Regions from separate parts of the Rattus norvegicus genome. Here all the other regions are linked to region 3. A link is a contact called in public Hi-C data. All regions are on one chromosome and are shown on one strand. Each heading gives the region's core, a stretch centred on a gene start, on an enhancer-like site or on the middle of the called end of the contact. The rest is flanking DNA. Distances are from core to core; before and after follow the strand shown. Region 1 has its middle 48 kb from the start of Cbx4. Region 2 overlaps LOC103693490 (a long non-coding RNA gene). Region 3 holds the start of Cbx8 (chromobox 8).

Region 1 (3,129 bases), core at 532-3,031, 95 kb after region 3:
GGCAGGAGGTAGAGTCTTATGCCTTTACCTGCACAGCTGGAAATACACAGTTCAAACAGAGCCCCAGTGCCTCCTCTTGGCTCTCTTCATGCCTTTAAAAATGCCACAGGAGGAGCTGGAGAGATGGCTCAGTGGTTGGTTAAGTGCACTGACTGCTTCTCCAGAGGTCCCGAGTTCAAATCCCACCAACCCCAGCAAATCCCAGCAAAGATATATATATATATATATATATATATATATATATATATATATATATATATTTAATGCCACAGGAGGAGCTAGATATGGCTCTGTGGTGGAGCACTTGCCTGGTTTGTACAAAACCCATTCCATCCCAAGAGTCACCAAATAGACCAAGAGCATGGAGAGGTGACCCAGTGGCTAAAGCACGAACTGTTCCTGCAGAAGACCCAGGTTCAATTCCCAGTGCCCACACAGTAGCTCACAATCACCTGTAACTCCAGTTCCAGGGGCTCCGATGCCCTCTTCCAGCCTCTGTGCTTACAAGGCAGGAATGTGTTGCAGAGATACATGTATGTACAGGCAAAACACCCCAGGCACCGAAATCAACAGGGAAGAGCCTCGAGGACCTGGCTCAGTTAAGTGTGTGCACACACAAGACACCTGACATGGCTGTATGGCCTCCACACGCTGTGCACAAACACAAAAGCAGGCACCCATGCACACACCACACCCACCTCCAGAATAACCAAGACAAAGACGTGGCAAAGGCTTCTGATTGACATGATTGAGCATGACTGACAGGCGCTGCAGAGCGGTGGGAACGAGGCAGACAGACCCACAGTGGTGGCGACTTTCCTCCCGGGTGATAGGAACACTTCGGGCACACACCAGCGATGGCCGTGCAACCCGGGGTGTGCATAAATGCCTTGCAGTCAGTCATATTCTTGGAAATGGGGACAGTGACATTCAGAAGTCATCTCTCCAAGGATTGGGAGATGACCACTCAGGAGCTAAGAACACGTGCTGCCCTTACAGACTTGGAGTCCATTCCCAGCACCAACATGGCGGCTCACAAACATCTCTTAACTCCAATCCCAAGGCGATATGGCTCCCTCTTTGGACCTCCCCAGGCACCAGGTACACAAGCATTGCCACATACATGTAGGCAAAATACTTGTATACATAAAACAAGATAAATCAGTCTCTTAAAAAGAGAAAAAAGAAAATAACTAAACTGCTTAGGCATTTCTGTCCTACACTTCTGTCCATCCTGTCTCTGCAGAGCTGGTCTGTGGTTATGCTCAAAAAAACAAACAAACAAACAAACCAAAGAAAAACCAACAACAACAACAACAACAACAACAACAAAAAAACCACTCACAGCTACGAAGAAATACTGTGATACCCTACCACCAGCAAGAAGGTCACCTCCCTCAGGAAGCCTTCCCACCCACCCTGGTGGCCCTCGGAACACCGTTGCCAGCCCTGCATTTGTTCAGACCACCCGCCTGAACCTGACCATGAGCTGTAGTCACAGGTCCCTGGCTATTTACTCTGCAAAGTCTCCACTTGGGCCAGTCCCCTACCTCGTTATGCTTGGCTCTATTCATGCAGCTCTTGGGTGCTGTCATTTAACCCCGCCAGGCATGGTACAAACAGGTTTTCAAGTCCTCTTGGCTCCCTCAAACCCGGGCTCCCTCCGGACAGCAGCTCTGATCTAAGCAGAGCTCTCTTTGGCCTTTCAGAGCTTCACCTGGGAGGCTCTGGGCCTGCTGGGCAGTTTCTTTAGGTTCCCACTGCTGCTCAGGGATGGGAGGTCATTGACTCCAGGTCCTTTCTTGCAGTGATCGATTTCCAGATTACACACTGTCTACAGAAGGCTACCCAGCGCAGACGGGCAAGCCCAGTAAAGGCAGTTCCCAGTCTGTTCTGTGGTCTCTCACATAATCTCCTCTTCAATCCATTCTAGCCCAAAGCCTCTTCCTCTCACTCAGGAGGATATTCTTCCCCATCTGTCTCAGGCTTTCTCTGGGTGTGAGGGCTTAGAGATAGGGCTGTGAGGAGGCCTCCTTAGCTCATGCCCCAGTGGGTGGGGAATTGATTGTACGTCTAGCCATGAACAAATCCCATTTCTTCTCCAAAGTAACCACACCAGGAAGACCCAGTGAGCCCAGCAGACAAACAAGCAGAAGCTGGTCAACACCGAGTCCTTGAGGATGTTGGTTTCTTTTGCCGTCTGTGCCCCCAGGCATGATGCTAAAGTCCTCTGCACAGGCTTCCGGTTAGCTAGGGATATCCAGTGTAGACAGTCACCAAGGAGCAGAGAGGTAGGACCTGATGACAGTCTCTGTCCCCTATACCAGACACTGGAACCTGGATGGCTTCTCTATTCTGGCCAGGCCACCAGGGCTCCTGCCAAGTCCTCTGGGGCGGCTGCCAAGTCCCTCCAGCAGCAGCAGTAGCAGCAACTGCAGAACATTCTGAGAAATCCCCTGTGGGGTTTTCTCTAGAAACCTCGTGAGGCAGGAAGTGCCTTGGGGCCCTGGCCCTGGCTGAAGTAGCAGGTGGCACGTAGAACTCTTGGGGGGCTGGAGAGCTTTAGCTAGGGGCCAGACTGATGAGCAGAGAGGTAGCTTGGGAGGCCTAGCCGGGGCTTCTGACTGTGGACACACTTCGATGGCTGTCTGGATTCCACCTGACCTATTTACAGAGCTGGTAATGCTCAGAGTGAGGCACCCGGGTGGGTCCACAGGGGCTGGACCAGAACTAGTCCAGGCCACTGTTTTCAGGACATGGCTGAATGGTGCTCCCTATGGCAGCAAGTGACTCCCTGAAGGTGCCGTCTGAATACCTTTCCCACCCAGCAACTCTGTCACCCTGGAGTCGCTCAAGCCCCAGCCATGGCAGGAATATAAGTCACCAACTTATCCTGTTTCGTCAACACTGAATCTTAAAAAAAAAAAAGAAAGAAATGTATTTTGTTCACAAGAAACCGAGTATTTTAAACACGGCCTGTGAGCAGCCCTCTCCATTAGACACAGGAAACAGCTATCCTGAGACTTCCCTCTCTCACCTCCCTGGTACCTTCAGGGTGGGAGTGAGGGCTTCTCTGCTACTCTCTCCAGAGCCCCCACTGCCCTTCAACTCAAGGGCCACACTGTCACC
Region 2 (3,309 bases), core at 3-2,502, 67 kb after region 3:
TTTAATTGCTCAGAAGCCATGTGTGCCTTGCGGTCTCCTTCCTGGACAATGTGGATCTGGGACTTTAATATTCACCGTCCAGACAATTATTCTGGGATCTGGCCCATCAGAGTCTGACGTCATCTCCTTCCAGGTCCCGTGGCATGAGGCACAGGTGCGGGGATGAGTGGCAGTGGTCACACAATCTCTTGCTCCTTAATCAGGCTTGGTATGTGACTTCTGGTCCCTCACAAAAGTGAACAGACAATGCTGGCCCCAGCTTGCCTCTGCAGGTGGCTACAAAGGTGGACATAGAGAACGAGGCAGGATAGATGACCTTCCCAGACTTCACTGGACCTGGATAGTCGCATCAGTAATATGCCATCTGCCCAGAACAGCTCTAGGCAAAAAAATCTCACCCAGAAGATAGCAATTTCCTGTGGGCTCTGGCGATGCCCGCCTGGCAGCGCGCAGGCGGCTTGCTCAGGTTTCCTCTAGGGAAGGCCTTCTTCCTGTCGAAGCATGGTCAAAGCTTCTGTCTCAGGCAGAGAGCCGCTGATGTCAGCAGGACCGGCCCACCTCTGCACCTCTGAGGTGTCTGTGGGCTGGTGCACCTCCCGCCCAGCTTGGCTTATCACTGACGTGGATGCTGTGTGCTGGCAGCCGAGGGTAATTATGGGGCTTGTCCTCAAGGACCAGTCTGCGCATGTGTCTCTCTCGCAGAGCTGGTGGCCAGGCAGGGCAGCCCGCAGCTGCTTGATTCCAGGAGGGCTGCGGATGTCCTGGTGGGGCGGGGCTCCTCTGGCCCCACCCACAAAGTTCTAGGATGCCCAGAATGGCTGTCTCTGCTCCTGTGCTTACCTGGCATCAGCACCTCCTGCTGCCCTGCCCTCTGCTTCCGGGGACATTTCTAGGCTGTCCCCGAACATCACATTTGAGATTTCTTATCTCATCTTGCCCACTACTGAGTTGAATAATCCCTTTGTCCTTAAACTCCTGTCCATCTTGGGACCTTGGAGTGTGACCTTGGCAGGGACCAGATCTTTTTCCACATAATCAAATTAAGATGAAAGCCCACCGAGAGTGGGCGCTTTGTTCAGTGTCATGGGTGTCCTCGGAGGAAGAAAGAATCTGGATACAGATATGTAGCATCCCTTCCTGGGATGACCAAGCAGAGATAGGAGCACTGCCGCTGCTAAGAAGCACCCAGGGCTGCTGTTCGCACCGCACGCTGGAAGAGGCAGCATTCCCCTTCCCTCCTGCAGGGCTCCACCCTTTGCTCACATCTGAACTTCAGACTCACACAGGCGCTCGCGCGCGCACACACACACACACACACACACACACACACACACACACACACACCACCCACAGGCTCCAAAGGGCAAGAGAACATGTCAGCGGTGTGGCTGTTTTGTACACCAAGCCAGAACTCTCATGCAGCCCTCTCCCCTGGGTTCTGCCCTGTGAGCAAGACTCTCCCATGAACCCTTCCTCCACTGACCCTCCCTCACTGACCCCCAACAGTGACCCCTGTTCTCTCCCCCCACTAACCTTTCACACTGAACCCCCCCCACTGACCTTCCACATAAACCCTCCTCCCACACAGATCCCCCATGCCGACCTTCCAACATTAACCCTCCTGTACTGATCCACCCACACTGACCCCACCACACCAAACCCCACACTGACCTTCCCCCATACTGACCTTCCCCCACACTGACCTCCCCCACTGACAGCCCCACTCACCCTACCCACCCAACACTGACCCAGCACACACTGACCTCCCTGCAACTGACCTCCCCCACACTGACCCTCTCCTACTGACCTTCCCACAATGACTTTCTCACATTGACCCTCCCCCCACTAACCCACCCTCGCCTGACACTGACCCCCCCCACACACACACATACTGACTCACACTGCCTGGCTCCTTGGCTAAGCACTGCAAAGCCCCAGCAGGCTAGGGCTGACACCAACTCCCCCAGCAGTCTCCCTGAGCCACACACATCTTGGGGGATAATGGTCTTCAGGATTCCAAAGGATTTATTTGAACTCTAAAGATGCTGATCTATCGAGCTAGAACCCCGCATTTGACAAGCGAGGTGATCAAGGCGCCAGTCCTAACGGCATTCTCTGGAGATTAACCTGGCAGCTGGGGTGCGGTGGACAAGAACGGGCAGCAGAGAGCATGTTATTACGACTTCAGCGCGCAACGCAGGAGTCAAGGTGGTGGCAGGGCTGGAGGTAAAAAGATCCAGGCCTCCTGCAAGAGCAGAGCATGCTCCTGAAGGAAGAAACACTTTGTGGGGACGGTGGTCACAGGCACAGGTAGAGGGGCTGGGCGGTGGGTAGTGGATGGGGTGGGACAGCAGTCGGATGGTCTGACTTGCAGCCCTGCCTCTCCCAGATGCAGATAGTACCCAGATCTTAAGTCCTTGCTTGGACCGTGACAGTCACTTACAAAGCCTAACACACACACAGTGCCTCACTGACTCTGGTGCTTAGAAGGATGATGAACCTTCGATGCCCTGGTACGGCACTGTGCTGCTGTGGGCTGTCTGGATTGCAGAGTAGGTTTGAGTCACCGTCTGTGGAAACCCAGCAGAAGGTCAGTGGCAGCCTTCGGGGAGTATCTGAGGAAGGAAGTCACAGAAGGGATGGATGTAGGCCAGAAAGTCCCCGAGGGCACAGCAAAGGAGACTGATGGAAGGAAGGAAGTGGGGACTTTGGGGAACCCATTCAGAGCACAAAGAGGGGCTCTGGGGATGGAATAAGAGATTTTGAATAGACCAGTTTGGGGCAGTGGGGAATCATGGAGAAACAGACAAAGGCACGCACACACACATGCTTACACACGGACACTGGACTGAAGTGAACATCTGGTGGTGTCAGTGTGGACAGAGAACAGAGGGAGGAAGAGGTAGTCGTCTTGGCAGGAGGTCAGCAAAGGGGTGCATGTGACAAGGAAGACCGCAAGGGCTGGAGCAAAGGGAAGAGATGATGGGAGCTGATGATGGTCCACCTTGGAAAGGGAACGGTGGCCAGTTCGATGGAGAGAAGAGGTGTGACTAGGTGGCCTCCCTGGCTATGGCTGTCAGAAAAGGCTAGCCCGGTCGGGTGCCTGAGATTAGGAATGATGTCAGGCTCTGAAATCCTCCCCTTACCACAACGAGACTTCAGTCTGCCCCCAGGAGAGGAGCTGGAGCTCAAGACTAGAGCATAGCACCCAAGTTCCAAGAGTGTGGGTGTTCTCTACATGGTTGGCTGGAAGTGCCCCTGGGTCCCTCCCCTTCTCCCCATCAGACTTCTAGGGAGGGCCTCTCATGC
Region 3 (3,037 bases), core at 530-3,029:
GAGCAAGCTGGATCACGCTGTGGCCAGCTGAGAACTTTCCTATCCCAGAGGGGGTCTCATCCAGCTTCCTGCCTTTGAGGTATTCTCCAAGGCCATCACTGGGCTCTCCCAAAGGTCTCTGTGAAGGGTCTAGGAGCTCCTTCCTGGGCTTGGGTCCTCGTTTCTTGGAGCTGTCCCCCGGTGAGCTGGGCTTCTCATCTACACGGCTGGTACCCCTGTCCCGTTCTCGATCCCGGTCTCGGTCTCTGTCCCGAGGTGGGTCTGCCCTGCAGGTACTGGTACTGCTCCCTGGTGGGGGTAGCCCCGTGTTCCGAAGGCCCTCTCGGGCCCTAGAAGTAGATGCCAAATCCTGGGGAGAGCGGCCTGGGTAAGGGATCCGGATGCCTCTGGTAGAGTCGCTTCTGAATTCATAGGTTTTGGCCTTTGCCTTGGCCTGGGCCTGCAGAAGGAAGGTGTTGTGAGGAGAGAAGAGCCCCGCCCCCCACAAGACCTCTAGCCTCGACTGCCCAACTTTCCCTGGATGCCTGGGAAATTCTAATTGAGTAATGCCTTTTGGTAGTAGTCTGGGGGCGGGGGGGGGGGATTTGTCTGGAAGCAGCCATTTGCAACCAACAGACTCCTTGTATAACATTATAGGTCTACTTGAGGTGATTGGAGAGGGAAATAAAGGCCTTCTGGGGCAGCTACGTCCCACCTCTAGAACCCCTCGATGCTGCCACAGACTGAAAACATGCTGTCAGAAGATGCCCACTTCACAAATAAGCAAAGGGCAAGGACACCCACTGGTTTACAAACCCAGCAGATCCTCCTTGAACGTCACCCTCCACCACTGGAGACTGCAACATACCTTGAGAAGGAAGGTTTTAGGCTTGGGTCCTCGCTTTTTGGGACCATAGAGCTCCATCTCCCGTTCCCTAAAGAAAGAAAAGAGATAGAAGAAGGGGGTGTGTCCTGGCTGCACCGAAGTCAGCCTGTATGGGTTCCAGTGAGTGGCTGGGCTAAGGGTCTGTACCTTTCTTCAAAGGCTGCAAGGAGGCGAGCATCAAGAATATTTTCTTCAGGCTCCCACGTGCTGTACCTAAAGGAAACCAGGAAGAATCAGTCATCAGTCCCTGGAGCAGGAGAGAGAGGAGGGAGTGGAGGGCGGGTATGTGTGTGCAACTTTTCCGGCTGCCTTGTGTTGTATTTCAATGTGAAGGGGAAAAGAGGAAGAAAGAACCCTCCTCGATATCAGTGTGGGGTTGCGATTGCATATAACCTACTTACTTCTGCGACCAGCCCTTCCATTTCACGAGATATTCCATGCGTCCCTGAGGATGCAAAAGGGAAAATGCATGTGTATGTGTGTGCGTGGGGAGGAATGCATGACGAGGACACAAGAAATACACACGAAAATGCATGCACCAAATGAATGCTCCAAACACTGCCGCCAAAGGAACCAGCCCACTGCAGCACCGCTGCAGAAACGCTGCACAAAGTGCATGCACCGGCATTCATCCCCCACCCCGCCCCCCATCCATGCAATCTGTGCAGGGCTGCAAGTCTAAGGAGAGCGCTGGGGCTGAGCCGCCGCCGCCGACACGGCCGCGGCCGCTGCTGGGACCTGGGGGAAGGGAGGCTGGGCTGCAGCAGGGGGAGGGAGCCCCGGCCCTGGTAAGGGAGGGCCCGCGCCGCCGCCCGCCTTCCCCTTCACCTACTTTGCGAATGCGCCGCTTCAGGAGGGCTTCGGCCGCGAACACCCGCTCCCCCACCGCCGAGAGCTCCATGTTGACTCGCCGCTTCCCCCCTCAGCCGCTTCCAGGAGCAGAAAAGCAGCAGCCAGCCCTCGACAGCCCATAATACTCTCCCGCTGACGTCAGTTCTCCTCCCTCCCCCGCGCACTCTCCCTCCCTGCCCCCTCCCAGCTCGTCCTCCCGCCCCACGTGTTGCTAACGACGTTGCTAAAGCCAAGCGTCCTGGGCCCGTTCTGCGGGCGCTGATTGGACTAGCGCCCGGCCACGCCCCTCTCCCCGTCTCCCCTGCGTTGCTACGTGACCTGTGTTCCAATCGCCAGGGGGAGGAGTCTCCGTCCACTCCAGAGACCCAGAAGGTGGGGGGGGGGGAGAGTGCCGTCAGCGGAAGTGACGCGAAGCGGGGCGGGCCCGACTGCTGTCAGTCTGCACGGCTGGACAGGGGGCCGCTGCCCTAAGCTCCGGGCCCTGCCCCCCTGCCCGACTGCCCAGCGGTTCCCCGGGTGCATGGCTTGCCCTGTCCCCGCGGAGCCCTTAGGGCTCCCCGCGTAGGTGCCAGTCAGGAGCTGCCCCTCTGCAGACCCAGGCCCTTCCCACCTGCCCATGCCCTGCCTGGCGCCATCCTCTTCGCCCGCCGCCGGTGCAACACAATGCACAGGTGCTGGGGCGCAACGAGCCGCGCCCGAACCCCTGGACCTACGTCGCTAGCGCCGAACCTACTAATTTCCTGACCCCTCCCTTGCGGCCGCACACCCTGGGTCTCCATGGCAACGCCCCCTCCTCCCTTCATCACCAGTCCCATCCAGCTAACAAATCAATGAGCCTGCTCTTGGTCTCCAGTCGCACAGTGCTGCCCGCGTCCACCCTCCGGGTCCTGCGAGCTGCCGTGGGCGCTTCTCCCGGCTCAGAAGCCCAAAGCAGACTGGTGCATGCCGATGTTTACCGCCTGAATCCATCCTGGACCGAGACCCTGCAGGAGGGGTCGCGAGCCTCCTTTTGCCACCTCCATTGTCCCCAAGTCTCAGTTACCCTGACCCAGCTTCTGTCCCTGGCCCAGCCCACTCCACTCCTTGGCCCTGAGAGAAGTCAACCTGGACATGTCTGTCCCGGCCTGGGTGGGTTTAGGGAATCTATGACCATCGAGGCAGAGCCTAGAACCTGGCTAGATTGGGAGTGAGCGGCTGGGGGCGCCGCGGCTCTACTCCAGACTTGGGTGCGGAGCTAGTGCACTTTCTGTCTTGGGCTCTTCTAGAAGACGTAAGCGGAGGACACCCGACAAACAGCGGCGTGGAATTTGAGGGGTGTGG

What was found. A called contact is a pair of places that touch in the nucleus more often than the background predicts.
Region 1: a Hi-C map of kidney shows a contact between it and region 3, with 2.1 times the contacts expected there. The contact joins the enhancer-like site here to the promoter of Cbx8 in region 3. A contact is called at or near these places in 3 of 12 Hi-C or Micro-C datasets (kidney and liver).
Region 2: a Hi-C map of liver shows a contact between it and region 3, with 2.3 times the contacts expected there. The contact joins the enhancer-like site here to the promoter of Cbx8 in region 3. A contact is called at or near these places in 2 of 12 Hi-C or Micro-C datasets (hepatocytes and liver).

What each region holds. Positions count from the first base shown.
Region 1 is chr10:104,888,295-104,891,423 of GRCr8, forward strand. No RefSeq gene overlaps it. Among named protein-coding and RNA genes, the nearest start is that of Cbx4, 48 kb to the left of the region's middle. Within about 2 kb of position 1,782, at least 21 of the 93 cell types and tissues checked have an H3K27ac peak or open chromatin away from gene starts, as enhancers often do. A contact at or near this core is called in kidney and liver, where this site is marked.
Region 2 is chr10:104,861,214-104,864,522 of GRCr8, forward strand. The region is part of intron 2 of LOC103693490 (a long non-coding RNA gene); the gene reads left to right. LOC120095222 (a long non-coding RNA gene) reads right to left here. Exons shown (of 2, transcript XR_010055909.1): 2 at 2,003-2,615. Among named protein-coding and RNA genes, the nearest start is that of Cbx4, 21 kb to the left of the region's middle. Within about 2 kb of position 1,253, at least 20 of the 93 cell types and tissues checked have an H3K27ac peak or open chromatin away from gene starts, as enhancers often do. A contact at or near this core is called in liver, where this site is marked.
Region 3 is chr10:104,793,721-104,796,757 of GRCr8, forward strand. Cbx8 (chromobox 8) reads right to left here and starts at 1,780. Exons shown (of 5, transcript NM_001034078.1): 1 at 1,698-1,780; 2 at 1,267-1,310; 3 at 1,013-1,078; 4 at 848-914; 5 at 1-439. The coding sequence starts at 1,766.